2 separate regions of the Capsicum annuum genome follow, and region 2 is linked to region 1. A link is a contact called in public Hi-C data. All regions are on one chromosome and are shown on one strand. Each heading gives the region's core, a stretch centred on a gene start, on an enhancer-like site or on the middle of the called end of the contact. The rest is flanking DNA. Distances are from core to core; before and after follow the strand shown. Region 1 holds the start of LOC107842221 (histone H3.2). Region 2 holds the start of LOC107842187.

Region 1 (5,453 bases), core at 1,434-3,933:
CAAAAACTAAATTTTGACCAAAAAAAATACTTTTTCTAGATTTTAAAATCTTAAATTTTTTCAATGAAAACTTGACTAGTTTTATCACTAAATAATATTTTCAAAAACTCTCTCCCAATAGTAGCAAAACTACGGTCCAAAAAAAATTGATAAAAATAAGAGAAAAAACATAACGACACCACTGAATTTGTTAGAGATTTTCAAAAAGGCATTCTAACTTTGCGGGTGTCCTATTACCCTTTTAATAATTTTAAAATAATATTAATACACCTTTGTTAGTTGAATTTCAATCACAAGAAAGAGATTAAATTCACGCACCAATCATTATCTCCCATGTGTTAAATACATTAATTCATATTTTATTTATATTTTTTAATAAAGTTTTCTTTCTTATTTTATAAATAGATAAAAATACATTTATCAATCCATTGAATAATATTTTATTTATTATTTTATTTATCAATCCATTGAATAAATACATTTAATATTTTATTTCATTTTACATTTAATAATATTTTATTTATTATTAAGAACCATAATAAAATATAAATGTGTTTAACCACCCCCCACCCCCACCCACCCACCATCAAAACACACACTCACTAGGAGCCCGTTTGGATAGGCTGAAAAAAAACGGTTGAAAAAAAGTTTTTTAAAAGTACTTTTGAAAGTGATGAACTATTTTAAAAATAAGCAGTTAAGTGTTTGGATAAAGTGCTGAAACTGGAAAAAAGTTATTGATGTGTTTCGTAAAAAATGCTTTTAAGCATTTTTTTATTAAAATGACTAAAATACCCTTGTAGTTGTTAATAATATATAGAGTTGATTATTATTAATTTTTATTGCCATAGAGTAGAAATTATTTAAGGAGGCTATTAATATTTGTCATGTTGAATTTTACGTATTTGACAAAAATTCATAAGAATATTTTTATATTTAAAAATACTTTAAAACATTGTAAATTTTTCATATTTTTTAATTTTCATATCCAATCCACCTACATTATATAAGTTGAAGTGGAAGAAATATATTACTATTTACTATTAAGAAAATTTCTTTAGACAAAATTATTTCTTCGTAGATTGATGGTTTTATAATTCTTAATTTTGTCTTCAATTAATAATTAAATTATTAATTAGCGATTCAATGAATTTGATTATTTCATAAATTGATGGTTTTATAATTCTTAAATTCACTGAATCATTAGTTGATGGTTTAATAATAGATTTTATTATTCTTAAATTATTAGTTTGATGGTTTAATAAATTGATGGTTTTTCAAAATTAGATTAGCGGGGTAGGCTAAATATTTTCACTGAATCATGAAAAAAATTATTAATTAGTTAAAACTCACTGAATCATTAATTCACTGAATCGTTAATTCACGAAGAAAGCATTAATTAGCACTTAATTAGCGTGTCCTCTAATTAATATTATTATTTTTTATTGCTAAAATAATTTAAATTAATATATATATATATATATATATTAAATTATGCATTAGCAAACTTTGTGGACAATTTTGGAATAAGGAAAAATTATAAAGGCACAAAAGTCATTTATTTGGTCAATGGAGAATAGATTATAATTTGAAAAATAATAAGCTCCCATTTGGAGCTTATTGTTTTTAGCTTAAAAAAAAGAAGCTAAAAACAACTTTTTTAAAGCCATTTTGAAATTTGCCAAATACCCTTTTAAACTAAAAAGTGATTATAATTTATTTTGACCAGATTATAATATCTTCCAAACGGGCACTAGATCCCTTAAATAATTTGTTCCACCTTGTTGCAGAAGCAGAATCCCCCACCCCCATCCCGCTCATTCGACGTCCGCTCATCGTTCCGAACTTTCAATGAAAACATCATTATCTTCTAATAAATTCTAATTTTCTTTTACAATAGTCAAATTCAATTTATCAATGAATTTAAATTTATAAATCAAAAACTCTATACTAGCGATGTGATTGAAACTCCATTTAATGAAGTTTTATTGTTCTTAATAAAAATAGATAAATACTCACTTCATAAAAAAGAAAAGAAAGAGCAATCTTGTATCAAGGAATAGAATCAAGTAGAAAAAGCGTTTTAAAAAACATATCTAAGAATAAGAGGAAAAAAGGTAGTATACAAATGTTCAGTCGAAGAAGACAATGGTGTTTTTGTGTGGGTGGGGTGGCGGTGAGGGGGGAGCGGAGAGGGGGTAGGGAATAATTGAAAAAGGTAAATAAATGTTGATTTCTTTTTAAAAGATAGATTTTATAAAGAATAGACAAAATTATTTATACGTGGCACTTTTTAATTTGTTGTTGAAGTCAATATTTCTCCTTCACGCGCCTCATTTTCATGGAACACAAATCTTGGCTGAAATTCAATCAAAATGGTCTATTTGCACTGGTCTTTATAAATTTTGTGGGGTAATAGGTCGCCCCAAAGTTAAAGTATCTTTTTGCAAATGTCGAACAAGTTCAGTAATGACTTTATGTCTTTATATAACTTGACGTGGCAAAAGTAACGTAAAAGAAAATACTACTCTTTGCGCTTTCCACGTGTCGCATACACATTCGTTACATTGATAGCACTTGGATCGCTATCCAAGCAGTCAACTTTCCTCCAATCTGCACCGTCTATTTAAAATCTCAATCAATTTAATCAACGGCACCAAAACTAATTTCAAACTCCAAAATTTCCAACCTTCCCGCCCCGCTATCTCTCTATATAAATTCCTCATCACCCATTTCCCAAATTCACCATTCCACAAGTCAACATTGTCTCACTACATGTCCGGTAAAAATGGCCCGTACCAAGCAAACAGCTCGTAAATCCACAGGCGGAAAGGCTCCAAGGAAGCAGCTAGCAACCAAGGCTGCAAGAAAGTCAGCTCCAGCAACCGGAGGAGTGAAAAAGCCTCACCGTTTCAGGCCAGGAACCGTTGCTTTGAGGGAAATCAGGAAGTATCAGAAATCGACGGAGTTGTTGATTAGGAAGTTGCCGTTTCAGAGGCTGGTGAGGGAAATTGCACAGGATTTCAAGACGGATCTGAGGTTTCAGAGTAGTGCTGTTGCTGCTCTACAAGAGGCTGCTGAGGCATACCTGGTTGGTTTGTTTGAAGATACTAATCTCTGTGCTATTCATGCTAAGAGGGTTACGATTATGCCTAAGGATATTCAGCTTGCTAGGAGGATTCGTGGAGAAAGGGCTTAAGAAGAAGATGATCTTTCGGGTTAATGTCTAATAGTTGATTTCAGTTGTAGTGTGTGTAAAATGTTGGTTTACAAGTAATCTGCAATCTGATTAATGAAATCCGAACTTCATTTTATTCAATCAATGATCTTGCTATTACATCCGTGTGATATTTCCCAACCATTGAATACTGTTTGTAGTTGGGCTAGTAATTTGGTTTGTGAGTGTATGGTATTATTATGTAGGTGTCTTATTTTTTATTTGTATTATTCCATCCATTTTGTTTTATGTTGTATTACAATTTTGTTTACTATTTTTTGTCTTGAATTGGGGTCCTATTAGAAACAGTCTTTTTACTTTTTTCGAGACAGTGATATGAATTGTGTATATTTTATCCTCCCCAACCACATTATGTGGGAATACATTGAGTTTGTTGAATATTGTTTGTGTAGCATTATGTTGATCTTTATACATTTCCAGGACAAGAGCACTGAACAAATTTTGAAATTTGTAGTCTTCAATCAACATGACAAATTGATCATATGGAACAGGTTAGACTTATCTCTCACCAACACAAATATGTGCTGAGTAACTCTGAATGTAACAAATCTCTTGATTTGCGAAACAAATAAATGAAGCGCTTATTTTTCCCCAGTAAGATTCAACTCCAGGTATTATTTAGCAACTTTGCATTTGTTGCTAAATATTGGATGAAGTAGATGGTGTACTCCAAATTTTTCTTTGCTCATTGAAACTTCCAATTACAGCTGACTGGTTTTTATTCCCAAGTCGTTTTATTAAAATATTGTAATAAACTGATGGATCCAGATTCACCATTACTCTAACTGCTTTTCCCTGTGCTTTGTCAATAATAATTTCACCATCTTCAGATTCAACTCCAGTAGCACTCACTTTTAACTTCTTTACTTCAAAGGTTGATTTTAGTGCAGAGAGATCTCCAGCTACTACAGCTCCAAGGATCTCACCAATAAACATATCCTGAAATATTATGAATGCTATTACAGGCAAAAGTATCAACAAGTGAAATTCATTAACTACAAGGAAACATAATGAAACAGAGCCAGTAGAGGATAAATTGAGTTAAGAATTATATACCACATGCTGGTATACAGGATTCGTCTCTTGCAGACGATATAACCTAGACATCAAGCGCCTGGTGAAGATGGCTTCTGGTGTCCTTTCCACGTACAGTTTTTCAAGAATTTGAGGGAATGCACTGACTTTCCGCTGCATTCCAAGTGGAATGAGAGTGATATTATGTTCAGAACTCAGAACTGTTTTTGCAGCAAAAGGGTCAAGAAACATATTCAGTTCCGCAAATTTGTTACAAGGGAAATTGATGACATTTCCCTTCTCTATGTCATCATAATTGATGTGTCCCCCAACAATTAATATATCCTGCATAAAAATTCAGAAGATAATACCTTTCACATTAATGAAAATATCTAAGATGGATATATCAAGTCACAACCCATAAAGCAAAACATTGTCATTGATATGACAAGGATTTACATAGAGATCAATTACAACGGAATAAAACAGCTCTCTAAGCTAAAACAGCTATCTAAGCTAAAGGATATCTTAATATGTTTGTAATGTGAAATTTGAGGGAGTTGACTGACAAGGGAAGTTTACATATGAAAAGACTAAATCTACCTGGGTCTAAGAGAAGGATCTGCAACTAAACTCTCTCTATCACGTTAGGATCTATATATTACAATTGGTTCTTAACTGAAGAATATTGTTTCTTTCTACAAAGACCAGAAGAATAGAGGAACCACTTGCCTGTATATCCTTGCTTGTAATCTTGCTTTCTAGTATGAACTTAGCTATATTAGTCAATGGGCCATTCGTCAAAATGGTAATTTTCGATCCCGGACCAAGTGATTTCACCACTGATTCCAATACTTCCAATGCTAGAGGTTGTCTGAGTTCAGGATGATCAGTATCTCGCGGAGCTCCAAATTCTGCAGAATTTTCTCCTGTGTATCTGGTATTATTATGTGTTATATCAGGAAATTTCAATGGCGCAATGCTATATTGGATGATAAAAATGTGAAAGTTCATATTAGTAAAATAAGAAAAGTGATATGCCAATGTCTGTCAAATTTCATGAATGCACAAAGGAATCTGTTCTTTCCCCTATCAGAGTAGAGAATATACCTCCTCGGACTACGAGGTAAAGAACGAGCTAAGCCATAAAGAGTGTCTGAGTCTAGATATCCACCGCTACCTTGTGGGATGACCTTGATGT
Region 2 (5,453 bases), core at 2,139-4,638, 330 kb before region 1:
CTCACACAAGGTAGGAGCAATGTTTGCGTACACCCCACCCTTCCAGACTCCACTTGTGAGATCACACTAGTTATGTTGTTGTGTCTGGACCACATTGTGCGCACCTCGACTACAGAGGAAAGCTTGATATAATTAATTATTCATGCGAAGACTGAAATGCTTCACGGAATATGGAAAAATTAACCGGATGTTACGGGCCACAAGCTTTTACCGCTTCTATTCGACCTTAGATAAACACCATGGCCTGAAAATTTTGGTGTTTTGGTGTTCGTTATAGGTGTAGACCAGAAAAGGCCCAATACCACTTCCCAAGTTGGTGCACTTGTATAACCTTCAAAAGACCTACTCCTAGTACTCTGCGAAATCTCTTAGATGAGCAGTTCTGGCTTCATAAACTTTTGAAGAACCTTCTGGATTGAAGTAGAAAGTTTGTAATGGATCGGAAGTCTTTTTAACCCCTCCCTAGGAGAGCTCCCACCCCTTTTGCTCCCACCCCTCCCGAGAAGTTCAGGGACTGGACTAACAAAAGGCAATCCTATTCCCCTAATATATTAAAGTCAAGAAACAAAGTAAATGTACTATGCATCCCACACTTGTTCCCTTGGTAGGGAACCAAATTAACAATTCCTCTAGTGAGGAGAAATATTTAGAGGAAAGGCAAACTACAAAATAAAGATAATCTCAAAACAAGTTACATGCTCGTGATCCACAACAAGTCATAGGGCCTGATATTAGAGTACACACTATCTATGAACGGTGAAAGAGAGCCAACTTTTACATGTAAGAAAATTATGCGAAACATAAATTCCATTGTTGTAGTCCCGGCCCTTCCCCGGACTCGCGTATAGCGAGAGCTTTAGTATATCGGGCTGCCCTTTATAAATTCTATTTGTTGACGGATAACTTCTCAGATAAACCTACTACTTCTCTTGAAAGAAGCATAATCATGTTCATGAGTATAAAACAAATATGTCTGCTTCACAATGGTAAACGATTATTTGTAGGTCAAATTCACTGACACAGAGGATCCTTTTAACCAAAGTTCAGGCATTCTATTCTCTCTCTCTCTTTCTTTCTTTCTTTCTTTTTTTGGATGTGTTTTCCACCTGGTGACTGTTACCCGCTTTGGGAATCCAATAGGAAATTTCGTTTTGGTGAGGGACTCCTTACCAAACGTGACCTATTCCTGAAGCTCAAACTCGACACATATGGTTAAGGATGGGGGACAGGAAAGTACTTACTACTTCACTACAACCTTTGATAATAGGCATGCTATTCTCTACATAGAGTAACGGGAGAAACTAGCAAATTAAACATGCAAATGAAAAGTAATTGGTGTGTGTTCTTTTAATGAATTTCTTAACCTACCTTCAAAAAAAAGATACAATTGTTGCATCCAAAAGATATCCGTTAGGCTAAGTAAACTACTGGACTTAAATGACATTTACTCTCAAAAGTGACATGTCCTTGAATAAGAACAACTTGAGCTTGGAAATCTTCTATTTCATATCTCCAACAAAAGCATCAGAATCCCTTCTTAATTTTTACAGCAAAACAAACCCTCAATGTCAATACTAAATGTAATATCCCTCCCAGCCAAATAGAGTTTTTCCCTAGAGTAAATCGCAGATCTTGTTGAGCTACTTTCATGCGTGACCCTTGGAAGAACAAATCAAATTGGCATGAGCTATAAGTCGTGTCAAAGAAATGGGAGCCTTGGAGTAATAGGTAAAGTTGTTTTCATGTAACCAAGAGGTCATGGGTTCAAGCTTTGGAAACAGGCTCTGGTGTAAATGCAAGGTAAGGCTGCGCACAATACACCTTTATGGTGGGGCCCTTCCCCGGACCTTGCACATAGCGGGAGATTTAGTGCACCGGGCTGCCCTTTTATATAGGTCGTGTCAAAGATCATGATTTGTAGCCAGCAAACTCAACTCTATAAACAAGTTGTGTTCAATTGACACAAAGAAGGGAATTGACAAACTAAAGATTTTTCTTCTTTCTTCTCTGTTTTTTTATGGAAAGGTAAAGAACAAATGAAGAGATCTAGTAAGTGGGATCAAGGTAATCAAGTAGGATCAAAGAATGAAATGCAAACTCAGATCAAGAAATAAACAGAAAAATCGATTGTTCAATATTCTGATATGAACTTTAAATTAGTACAAGATGTAGCTACAATTTCCAAAACTTCAAAAGTTTGAAAGCCTCCACAATTATAACACATTTATTCAACCAGATCTACATTAATCACTTGAGACAGTCTCAACACATGAAAGTAACATAAAATTTCGAAAGTACAAAGCTTTACAAAACCTTACGAAGAAGGATCCTCCTTGCTGCCGCAATGCCATCGTCATGCACTCCTGAGTCAGACTCATCGCGGAACCAGCCCACTGAATTCTGAGCTGCCTGAACAATTTGTGAAAATCCTACACCAAAACAATATAACAATATACCAAACCTCAAAATTACAATATTGTGACATGCTTCGCTAAAAGCATGAATTATAATTATACCACTTGAATAGAAAATTAAAAAGAAAAAACAGGCATGCGTCAACAATTGACAGAAAATACTTTTAGAAAGTCCTACAAGGAAAACAAAATCGACAGATACAATGTAGAAACTCCAATTCGGAGCAGAGGCAAATGAGCATCAGTGTGCGTGCAGCTCTAATACATGGATATATTCCCTCAGTACCAAAATACTTATCACAATTTCCTTTCCGAGAGTCAAACGGGATGAACTTTCACCACAACATTTTAAGATATAATTTTTTCATCATATTGACATGAGAAAATTGCAATTTACAGTACTTGAAAATTGCAATTTACAGTACTTCTCGTACAGCATTTGAATAACTAAATTTCTTAAAATATCATAGAAATCTAATCTAATTTAGCTTTTAAAATTAGTTAAATTGATTTTGGAGAAGTGAAATGTGATAAGTATTTTGAAATTGACTCCTAGATCCATCTTTGATTCAAAGACAGAAATGTCAACAAATACATGAAGGAATTGTCTTATCTATCAAAATAAGAAAAGAGTTGAAGAGAGAGACCTTGGGAGACGGTTTGTTTGTTGTGACGGATGTCATGAACGGTGGCCGAGATTTTCCAGTACAGAGGCCGGCCGACGTAGTAGAGCAATGATACTACTAAAATCCCTATTACTATTCTGAATGTTATTTTCGCTCTGCTCCTCGCCATTTTTTGCTTCACACTTCACACAGAGAACTGGCGTAATCTGCTGCTTTTGGTACCAACAATTGTAAGTCGTGGCGATGACAAGAAAGACAGAGGAACCACCTGTCCAACGCCGTCGTTTCTTTTCACTAATGTTAAAAAGACTTGTTCAAAGTGGAGAATTAAGTAGACGTTTGGCCGTATTTTTTCACTTTTTTCCAAAAATTATTCTACTTTACGAACACAGTGAAAATCACAATGTTTGGTCATTAAAATTTCAAATACATTTTGAAATTATATTTTAAAAAAGTGAAAATAAGAAAAAAAAAAAATTTTACTTTTTTCACTCTTACTTCTCTCACAAAATTTTAAAAATAACTTTAATTTATGTTTATGGTCAAACACAATTTCAATTCCAACTTTATTTCCAACTCCGAAAAATGATGTTTTCATGGCCAAATGGGTCCTAAATGAGTTTCAACATATGATCATAAATTTTAAACATTTTTCACCTTTTTAAAAATTTATTATGTATTCAAAATATAAATAGTAAATTTAAAATAATTACCCCTAATGTTGTCCGAATATTTTAAAAAAACATCTAAACTTTACTTCCGACCTATTACCCCACGATTCTTACTAAAACTGTTGTAAATACACCATTTTGACCAAAACTTTGGCTATGCGTGTAAACACGAATAGGAAGAGCATGAATGGTTCAAAATTGACTTCAATACCCAATCAAAAGCCGTCACGTGTAATTATTTGTCACATATTTTAAAAATCTCTTCTTCTCCGCTTTAATAGGCCCAATTCTCTTCTTCCTCTTCTCTTCTTCCTCCATTGATAGCTTAGTTTGAAGAAAAAAATTATCTCTCTTCTCAAATTTTTCTCAACGAAATCATTCTTAAATTATCTATTTTTTGATATTTGATTGTTGTGTCTATTTTAAATTCTAATTTTTACTTTTTATAGTTGTTGTATATCCTCTTAAGAAGCTATAAAGCTCCATTTTAATGGAGTTTTGATGTCATCATTAAACAATCAACAAATACGTGAATCAAAACAAAATTAGAAAGCATTACAAAATTAACATAAACACGAAATTGGAACCATTGAAATGAAATCCAAAGAGCAAGAAGAATGGAGAAATCAGCAACTGGACGGGGGTGGGGGTGGGGGTGGAGGGGAGTTGCTGTACGCGGGAGGAGGTGGGGGGTTGCTGGATGGGGTGGGGTGGGGTCATAAATTAAATAAAAAGGATAAATTTATTAAAAAATAAATAAAATATGAAATTAAATATATTTAACACGTGGCAGCACCTGATTGGTGCGTGTATTCACTCACTTTGTTGTGACTGAAATTCAGCAAAAAATGATGTATTTGCAACGGTTTTAGTAAGAATCGTGGGGTAATAGGTTGAAATAAAGTTTAGGTGTCTTTTTAAAAAACTCGAACAACATCAGGAGGTAATTATGTATTTACTCTTTAAAATAATGTTAAAAAAAAATTATAAGTGTGTTGGAAAATAAAAATGAATGACCGAAAAATAAATAAATTGAAACAAGAAAAATATTGCAATAATCGTTTTATTGATTCTAATATGTGAGAGTTACAATCTTTATGAATCCTCTGATTCACCTTTTCAAATATAAATTCAAGGGTTTCGAGCTTCATCATGAATTTGAACTTGATTTGCGGATTTGATGGGCTTCGAGCTTGATCTTAAATTTGAACTTGATTTGCAGATTTGATGGATTTGATCTTGACTTCCACTTGAATTCAAGAGCTTTTGGACTTGTTCTTGAATCTGGATTTGAATATCTTAATGGGCTTGTTCTTGAATCTTGCAATCCTAATCTTGAATTTTGATGAACTGAATTTGAATGCTTAAGTTTTGAGTTTTGTAGAGAAATTGCGGCGTTTGATTCATGAGTTTTCTCTTGCTTCTTGTTAGAGTTCTCCTTCTTTCTGAATTATGAGACTCTTTATTTATAGTTGTAGAAAGTAAAGAGTCATGGTGAATGTGAACTTCTTTTGACCAATCAAATTTAAGTGACATGTCACCTTTTATGAGTTTTTGATTTCACTAGGTCTGTTGCATTATTTTGACATGCGGCATGGTCTTATTGGCTCCTTCGCTTGACTTGGCATACCACGTCATTTGCCACGTGATGCTTATTTAGGCTTTTAGAATATGACAATATCTTGGGCTCAGCAAAGTGGGCTCATCATTTGTAGCCAAATCAATGGGCTAGCCCAATAAAA

Evidence for each region. A called contact is a pair of places that touch in the nucleus more often than the background predicts.
Region 2: a contact with region 1 is called in a Hi-C map of leaf, with 4 times the contacts expected there. The contact joins the promoter of LOC107842187 here to the promoter of LOC107842221 in region 1. A contact is called at or near these places in 2 of 5 Hi-C or Micro-C datasets (both in leaf).

Annotation. Positions count from the first base shown.
Region 1 is chr1:191,832,933-191,838,385 of UCD10Xv1.1, reverse strand. LOC107842221 (histone H3.2) reads left to right here and starts at 2,683. Exons shown (of 1, transcript XM_016685977.2): 1 at 2,683-3,319. The coding sequence starts at 2,789. The coding sequence ends at 3,199. LOC107842195 reads right to left here. Exons shown (of 12, transcript XM_047408377.1): 9 at 5,433-5,453; 10 at 4,985-5,181; 11 at 4,295-4,597; 12 at 3,652-4,177. The coding sequence ends at 3,878.
Region 2 is chr1:192,164,117-192,169,569 of UCD10Xv1.1, reverse strand. LOC107842187 reads right to left here and starts at 3,388. Exons shown (of 2, transcript XM_016685937.2): 1 at 3,062-3,388; 2 at 2,112-2,429. The coding sequence starts at 3,209. The coding sequence ends at 2,305.